Linked DNA regions of Gossypium hirsutum: region 1 is linked to region 2. A link is a contact called in public Hi-C data. All regions are on one chromosome and are shown on one strand. Each heading gives the region's core, a stretch centred on a gene start, on an enhancer-like site or on the middle of the called end of the contact. The rest is flanking DNA. Distances are from core to core; before and after follow the strand shown.

The links. Hi-C and Micro-C count contacts between places; a contact is called where the count stands out from the background.
Region 1: a contact with region 2 is called in a Hi-C map of leaf, with 2.0 times the contacts expected there. The contact joins the promoter of LOC107957443 here to the enhancer-like site in region 2. A contact is called at or near these places in 2 of 34 Hi-C or Micro-C datasets (both in leaf).

The regions. Positions count from the first base shown.
Region 1 is chrA05:37,386,265-37,390,853 of Gossypium_hirsutum_v2.1, reverse strand. LOC107957443 (acyl-CoA-binding domain-containing protein 4) reads right to left here and starts at 1,722. Exons shown (of 14, transcript XM_016892960.2): 1 at 1,450-1,722; 2 at 121-252. The coding sequence starts at 237.
Region 2 is chrA05:37,269,566-37,273,957 of Gossypium_hirsutum_v2.1, reverse strand. No RefSeq gene overlaps it. Among protein-coding and RNA genes, the nearest start is that of LOC107961206, 12 kb to the left of the region's middle. Within about 2 kb of position 1,382, at least 3 of the 9 cell types and tissues checked have an H3K27ac peak or open chromatin away from gene starts, as enhancers often do. A contact at or near this core is called in leaf, where this site is marked.

The DNA.
Region 1 (4,589 bases), core at 473-2,972, 120 kb before region 2:
TATTATAGCAGCCTTATTAATGATTAACAAACATGATCAAAAAGTCCAAACAAGAGAGAATCCATAAAATGACACAACCAAAATGATCTTGTGCAAGCTACACAATTTAAAGAAAAATACCTTGTATCGAGCTGATGGTCGTGCGCCAGAAACCGGGAGTGCTACCCACTGCTCATATGCCAAATCTGAAGGCCAACTAATGATATCCATGTCCTTTTTAATCTCTTCTGCTCCCATAACACAGCTGTTCGTCTGTCAATCAAGATATTCAGTTGCAAAACATATACAATCAAGAGGTACACAAGTCACAAATAAGTTTTTATAAAAAGCCAGTGGAGTGGAAGTTTAGGAGCAAGATAGAAATCTATAAACTATAATCCTTTATACAAATGTTTGGTGTGACAGCAGAAAAATGCAACGGAATCAAAATTCTAGAGAATTTTTAAAACCTACTTCCCTTTCCCTTTGGAATTCAAGATCTAAACAGAACCTCAGTCTTAAGACTTGAGAGATACAGCAGAGATTTTAAATATCAGACGCACCATCATTTAATCCAGTAAAAAGTTTGGATATGGAGAAACTTATAGAGAATGCTACTTGTATCATTTTTAATTGAAAAAGAAACGAGTCACTGAAAGGACAGATGAAGCAAGTTACTCAAAACAGGACCAATAAAGATGAACTTAAAGAACACGCAAAGAAATCCACCATATAAAGATACAAATTTTATAGACAACTTACACATATAGCTAACAGCATCTACAGCTAACAGTATCTACTTGTTAACATCGGATGAAAACATTCTAGTTGGGATAACTACATTTGTCAAACTTGATCATGTATTTCAAAACTCCAGCGACGATTATCTATTAACAAGCATCAATCAAATAGAGAAAACATTGAATTATGATAGTTATGCTTGTTCAAAAACAATTTGATCAATATAATTCTTCATAATTCTTCAACTGAATTCTATCCATTAAATCACAGAATTTTGTCAAACTATTTGAAATCGACCAACCTAGAGTTTTCAAAGGCAAAAACATGTACAAAATTGTTGTAAATGAACTCTATAAAACGCAAAACAATAGCCAATTCTAGATTCAGGCTAAATTAAATACTCGTTTTAAAATTCAGCTATTATTGGATATTTCAGTATTCTATCCTGCTGTTTGGTAGCAGAGAAAAGGCAGGAAAATCAACAAATAGATTAATTCATATCTCTCCACTCAAATCAACCTGATAAAAGTTGTCTGACTTAAACAAGTCAACACACTCCCATTTCCTTGGAAACAAACAAAATTCAAATTTCTTCCATTTTTCTCAGAAAACAAACAGAGTTCACCAAATTCCACATTCCTACCGGAGATCTAAATCATTAACATTCAAATTCGAATAAAAATCTAGAGCGTAAAATGCTCAAAACGAAAGAAACAAAATTAAAATTACCTGAATTGTGCAAAATTAAAGGGAAATGAGTTAAGAACCGTTGATTTCGGAGAATTGGATCTGAGAAGCTGATCAGGAATATGAGATCGGAGGATGAAGGGGGATGTGGGAAGAGATCAGACGGTGTTGATTATGCCATAAGACGAAGAATCGAACACCAGCCGTTAAGATCTAAATCTCTACGTCCCAGGTGAAGAGTTTTTTTTTTCTTTTTCGTTTTTGTGCCTACGTGTATTTTTTGTCTGCGTAAAGCTCAAATCGTCTCTTTAAAGCTTCCCAGTTGTCACTACCGTACGCACTAAAAAAATATTTAAATTAATTTATAAAATGTTAATATATCATTTGGTATCCTAATTTAATGTTTGTTCAGTTTGATATTTATATTTTTTCAATATAATATTTGTATTTGATAAAAATTATATATTTTGATACTTATAATTATTTTAAATTTTTAGGTAGACTACACCTAATATCGCTTGACTATTAGTAAATTTACGTTTTGGCTACTTAACTTCAAAAAGTTATAAAATAATCATTGAATTATTCAAAAGATATCATTTGAGTCACCGAGCTATTAAAATCGTTGTTGCACGACCTTCTTAGTTCACACAATCTGTACCAATCAAAATCTCTCATTTCTCTTCTCTATTACAATTCAAATTTTTCCATGAAACAACTTTGAATGTCATGAATTTGACAAATCAAAATCCAAACAATTTTCTTCTTTGATCTTCAGCACTGATTGTTAGATGGATTTGGATCTAAGACATGTTCTTCTATTTGTCGGTGGGTTCTGATCCACCGTATCGTCGCTTAAATTTTGCTAGCCTAACTTTTATCTATAAAAAAACTTAACAATCTAATGATTTAAATAAAAACTTTTAAATAGTTCTTTTAATGTTCAACTGAGGTGATAGTGTTCATTTGATAAAAGTTAATTATTAATATTATTAGGTTCAAATTTTCATAGTTTCATTAACAAAATAAGTTTAGTATTAATTGCAAATTTGTTTAATTTTATTCTTAATTTGTTAATTACAAACTGCTATTTTTTTTTAGATTTTAAGGTTAATTTGATGAAAGTTTATTGTTTATATTTGTTAATTATGAATTTTCGTTAATTCTAAAACCCTCAAAATAATCACTAAAAAATTAATATTGTTACCTTCTATATTAAAAATGTATAACTTTTTATCAAATATAGATATAAAAAACCGCAAATAACATATATTAGAAAAAAAATGTTAGACTTAAAAATCAAATGATATATTAAGCGTTATAGAAATATACAAATAAATTTAAAATCATTTTCAATTAAAAAGTAACAAAATTTAAAGGGTTGATGTTAAATTCATTCCTTAACATTAACATTTTTTTTTGGTTAATTTAACTCTAATATTTTTAGTTACATTTGGTCCTTAATTTGTTGTTTTCAATCAAATTGAAATGTTTTAAATAAGGGATAAATATCAAATTTATATATGAACTTTGATTTGATGTTCAATGTTATACATGAAATTTTAGTTCAATTCAATTTTCACAAATTATTGATAACATTATCAAATTAACATCATCTTGCATTGATATATTGCATACACTATATTTATCTAATATGAAAATAAATGTATGTATTCATTTCTTTAAATATGCACAAATAAATCAAAATTAAAGTTTCATGTATACATATGGACCATAATTCAAGTTTTATGTGTATAATTGCATCAAATTAAAGTTTTATGTGCACCAAATTAAAGTTCATGTATTAAATTGCACATTGGACCAAGATTCATGTATAAATTTGATATTTATCTTTTTAAATAAAGATGCTGACTAGATCCTTAAATTTTTAATGACACTAATAAGGGTAAAAGTATCATGGAGGCATCTAGTCAAATTACCTTTTACCCATTTATTAAAAATGCACAAATTAGTCCCAATCCTTATGTTAAAAATTTCATTCATTTTTATTGTTAAAGCTTGGTCTTTGTATGTCAGCATGAAATATACATGGCACATCACATGTTATTGTCTAATTATTTCTCTAGTCAAATCAAGTTTTAATAGTACAAATGGATGAAAGCTTTAGCAGAAATGACTTGTAACGCCCTGATCTTTTTATTTATGTTTTTGTAAGTACTTGATATAAATGTGTATTTGCTTCAGTGGTTAAGTGTTCTAGGAGTGATTGAGAGGTTCTAAATTCAAACTTTACCTTTAGTAAATTTTGGCTATTTTTGGATCTAAGCTCTACCTTTGTTCTTTGGGCTTATATTAAATTTTTCGTTAATTCATATTAGAATGAGCTTGCTGGTTTGAGTGGTAAGGGAGTAATAGTATTAGAGGTCTTGTGTTTAAATCCCTGTGCGAGCATTGGTATTAATTTTTACTTCTGTCGGCAGTGAGAGTTTGGTTGGAGTTAAAAGTCTGTGTGAGTAGGTAGTTTATCAGTTAGTAGTAGGATTGAGGGAGGATTTTGAAATCTTTTTGTCGAAACTATTTTTATTTTGAAAAACGGGGATCGACTTTTAAACAAGGTATGGAGTCGCCACCACTCCTTTTTGTTTAGGTGTGATAGGGTCACCCTGTGGTCGATCATTTTAATAAAAAATTTTGGTTTATTAAAACAATATTTTTTGGTCTACGAAAAACTAGAAGACGGATTCGGGAGTCGGTTACGCGCGAGGAAGGATTAACACCCTCGCAACGCCCAAAATTGGTACCGTATTGATCGATTAATGTCCTAATGTTGAAAATTTGAAAAGATTTTAAAATACAATCTTTAAAAACGTTTGGATAACTTGAATTGGATATTGAGATTCTCTCGCTTAGAAGGAATAAAATATTACGTCCAGCACGATTGGATACAATATTTCGAAACCTCGACACAATATCATCTCAGGATTTCCAAAACACATGCACTTAAAACTTTTAAAAAGGATATTTGGCTATCCGACCCAAACGGTAAATCGAAACCCAGCACGATTGGGCACGATTTATGAATTTCCAAATACGAAACATTGCCTCATTTTAATTTGAGAAAACATGGATGAAATTTCAAAAGGATGTTCTGTATTTTAGTCGAATGGAAAATCGAAGCCCAGCACGATTGGGCACGACCTCCCAAACCCTCCAAACACAAA
Region 2 (4,392 bases), core at 133-2,632:
CCTAATCCTAATATTATTTTAAATTACAACAACCACATTGCAGCCTATGTGCATAAGGTAAAAAAGAAAAAAAATGTTTCATTTAATTTTAAATATTCATTTGAATTCTTTTTTAAATGAAAAATATAACATTCTATATTTACTATAAACGTAGGATATATACTGAATTGTGAGACCCCGGATACATGATCCAGTTATTTTCCCAATTTAAGAGTTTTTTCGTATTTAAATGTCGCGGGTTTTGGGGTCGCCATGTACATTCAGATATATGAGCTACAGACCAATTTAATATCGGCCTTAGTTGAAAGATGATTCCCGGAGACACATATGTTTCACCTTCCATATGGGGAGGTAACTATTATACTGCAAGACGTAGCAGTCCAACTAGGGCTGTCTATAATTGATAAAGCAGTGACCGAGCTTGGAAGAGAGCCCTATTCATGGGGCACTTGCTAGCGGTTACTTGGAAGAGTGCCCCCAACGACGAGGAAGGACGATTAACCTATATTAAATTTACTTGGTTAAAAGAAAACTTCCAGCATCTTCTGAGCAGTCCAACGCAGATGGACATTATCTACGCTGCAAGAGCATTCATTCTGCAACTTATAGGTGGGATACTATTGCCAGAAGTCGATACAAATAAAGTTAAAATAATGTATCTTGTAACGCCCCAAAAATTGGGCCTAGAAGAGTTGGGCTTTGAGTCTGGGATTCGGATAGAAGAAAACCTGAATATTGAGAAGTTTTGAATATTACTAGTGTTTAAAATATATATTGATAAAATATTTATGTTATTACTAATATTTTAATTTTTATGAAAATTGTTATCATTATAATCATTAGATACAAATATATTTATAAAATTCTTGTTGTTAATTTAGTGTTTAAATTAACATATTATTAGAAAATTTTACTGTATCTATTTCTATTGATTTATGGAAATTATAATTATTATTATTAGGAAAAATATATATATTATCGTATTTGAAATTTTCATTATTATGGTCATTATTATTATTTTAGTTTTTAAATAAATTTAGAAGTATTTAAAGTGTGGGAAAAATTCGGTCCAAGACTCTAGCAAAAATTATTATTTTTGCTCCTTTAGGGGATCTGGGCATAAAGATTTATTAATAAGTTAGGCTAAAATTGAACAAAAGGAGGAGTTTGGCCTAGTGGTTAGGCGTGTTAAGCAGTAGGAAGGGAGCAGGGATTCGATTCCCTGCGTGCACAAATGTGGGTTTTTATTTTAGAAAAACCAAGGGCTGTCGCAGGTAGGCCTTATTAGTAGTTCAGGTTAATTCATGTCAGAAGCAAGCATCCGGCCTAGTGGCTAAGTGTGCTAGGATGGCGGAAGAGGTGCCTGGGTTCAAGTCGCGATGCGCGCGAGACATTTGGTTTGTAAACGGGTTGCGATAAAATAAGGTTTAAGAGAAGTTGCAAGCAGAGCCTAAAACAACGAGCGCTTTGGGCGCAATGGCAGCAGCGCGTTAAAGGGACTGAGAGGGCACGAGTACGAATCCAGGTTCTAGCATTATTTTGGTTTGTTTTTAGGTGGACCAAGACTTCAGCAGGTAAGGTTTAAAGTTAATTGCGACTGTCATATATCCAAGAGCAAGCTACGACGCAGTGGCCAGCGGCGTGCCTATGCGTTATTTTTAATAAGCATTAAGTACCGTATTTGTTCTTTGAATTTTGACTTTTATGAATTATTCCCTTTTTGTTCATCTTTCCTTCATCGATAATAACCGAACCTATCTTCTTCTACTCTTCTTTTCTTTCTTTTCTTTTATCTCATCTCTTCCTTCTTTAATTTCCTTCAAAGCCGAATCTGTACTGTCATCTCCTCTTTTCTGTTTTTCTATTTTCTCTTTTTCATTATACTAAAATCCGAAACATCCATACTTTAGTGATTCGAGAATTAATTTTTAGATCTATTTCCTACTTGCGATTAAGATAGATTCACAGTGGATCTAAGATTTGAAAAGTGTTGGAAACGCTTCTGACAAGAACGTCTTTGGTGGTAAGCATTCAGATCTTATTTTTCTTTATTTAGTAATTCGAGGATAAGCTGAAAACCCCTAAATACTTTAGGGAGACTATCGATTTTTGCCAAGATTAAAATTAAGTATTTTTCATTCGTTTTTTTTATATGTGCGCATTGAAGGCTAGCGATTAAGATCTATTTGGAGGCTAGTAAGATCAACAAGGTTAATCGTGGGGGAGATCTCATTAGCGAATCGTCATAAAACAGGTGTGTAAACGACACCCACTCATAGACTAGATCGCCAAAAGCCGAAAAGCCGGCATTTGTGAACTTGCGAGTGTGCGAGCGCTTGTGAGGTGGTTTGGTTGTTAATTTTGGTAATCGCAAGGAGTATGATTGCAGAGTGCGCAATTTCGTGCACTTCGGTATATTTGGGCTTAATGGGCTGAAAACGGGTTAGTGGGCCAACGGGCCCCATTCGGTAAAAACGCTCGGTAAGCGCTTCTGTTAATGTGTTAATGGTTAGAATATGTATGTAAACTCTAGAATAGAGAATTTTACTAAAACACCCCTAAGTATGAAAATTATCGTTTTACCCCTAGGTGCAAAAAGACCATTATACCCCTAGGGTTAATTTTGACTGAAATGCATGATATTCTGATTCTGTTTGTTGTATGCCATGACATATATATCTGTTGCATAGGATCTGGGTTATGTTATGGAGGAAGAACCCGTTCTGGTGGCTGTGCCACATATTCTGATATAAGCAGCTTTACTGCGGATTATAGTTAGTGCCGCAACCGGTGCTAACACTGTAAGTGTAAGGATTGCGTGGGTGATTTATTCCTCACAGGAAGTGTAGGGATGGACGGAGGTAAGTGCAGGGTTGGATGGGGTTATCATGCATTAATCACATAAGACTGTTTTGTTATGGGCCAACTGTATTGAAGCGGGCCCAACTATGTTAATATGGGCAAGGCCTAATATATCTCGACTTGTAATAGGGCTACGGCCCAGATTGATACTGACATGGGCTAGGCCCAGTATACTCTCATACTGTAAGGGGCTATGGCCCAGATTAATATTGATATGGGCTAAGGCTTAGTTAACACTGATTTCTGAATAGGGCTTAGGCCCAGTAAGGCTTGAACTGATTTGGGCTCTGGTTGGGATACTTTACACACTGAGTTTTCCAAACTCACCCTCTTTCTCTTCCATCCTTGCAGGTGAGCCCTAGTTGGTGGACTTGGAGCTGGGCGGGATTCAGAGTGGCCACGAAGATTAAGTTTCTGTTTTCTTTAAAATAAGTTTCGCATTTATTATTTTGATTATTTTTATTCTGGTTTAAATTGTAATAAGGCCGCTCTTTTTATTATTTTTAATATTTTGGGTTATTAAATTTGTTAGCTCTAGGGCGCGTTTTATAAAAGTTACTTATTTTCAAAATATCACGATTACCGAGCAAAGCTTCCGCAACGTAAATGTTTTCAAAGGAAATAAATATTTTAAATAGACTTAAACTTAATTTGCTGTTCGTGGACAAGCAATATGCTTTAAGTGTGGCAATGGATGTGTGCATGTCTAGGATTGGATCCATAAAAAGCTTGGTACTTAAGCAGTCCAATAGACTCACCTCCTCTTTTCTGGCTTCCTACCTGGTGCACATCTTCCATTCACTTTAAGCCATAACAAAGAAGGTTTGATTTCTCGATATTTAACTATTTTTAAAATAACATGTTTCTGCCACTATAAAGGTTTATAAGTTTTTAAAGTTTCCCATAAGATTTTACAAGGTTGTTAACAATGTTTTGATTGTTACAATGAATCACGTTTTGGAAAAAAATAAGGCTAAGGTTTTATACAAGTTTAAACGGTAAAAGTTTCTAAACATCAAGAATGGTTTTCAATGAAAACATGGTTTTCGAAAAAAACTTCAATGTGACACGCCGGATTCGGTCGTAACTTCTGGGCCGGGTTTGGGGTGTTACATTAAGTGGTATCGAGCCCGATTACAACAACTCGGCTGTGGATCGTGTCCAAACATTTTTTCATAAAATTTTGAAATCTAGTTCCATGGAAAAACACTGAAATCGATTTTGTGAAAATGTTAGAAAATTCTCTTAAATTTTATTTTCAAAGTGCACAAAGAATAAATTTGAATTTCTGATTTCTGAAGAAGTGGCACACTGAATCTCCGGCACCAAATCTGTAAGTACTTCTTTTTCTTATACTGTAATGTACTGAAATAATACTGTAGTTAGAATCGAGCCTTTGGATATGAAACTGTAGATAGGGTAGAACTAAAAACCCTAAAAGATTGAAACCGTGACTAGGATACGATTCTATAAAAACAAAAACTTTAAAATACTCTCTCTGCATAAGACATATGAATAAATAGTAAAAAT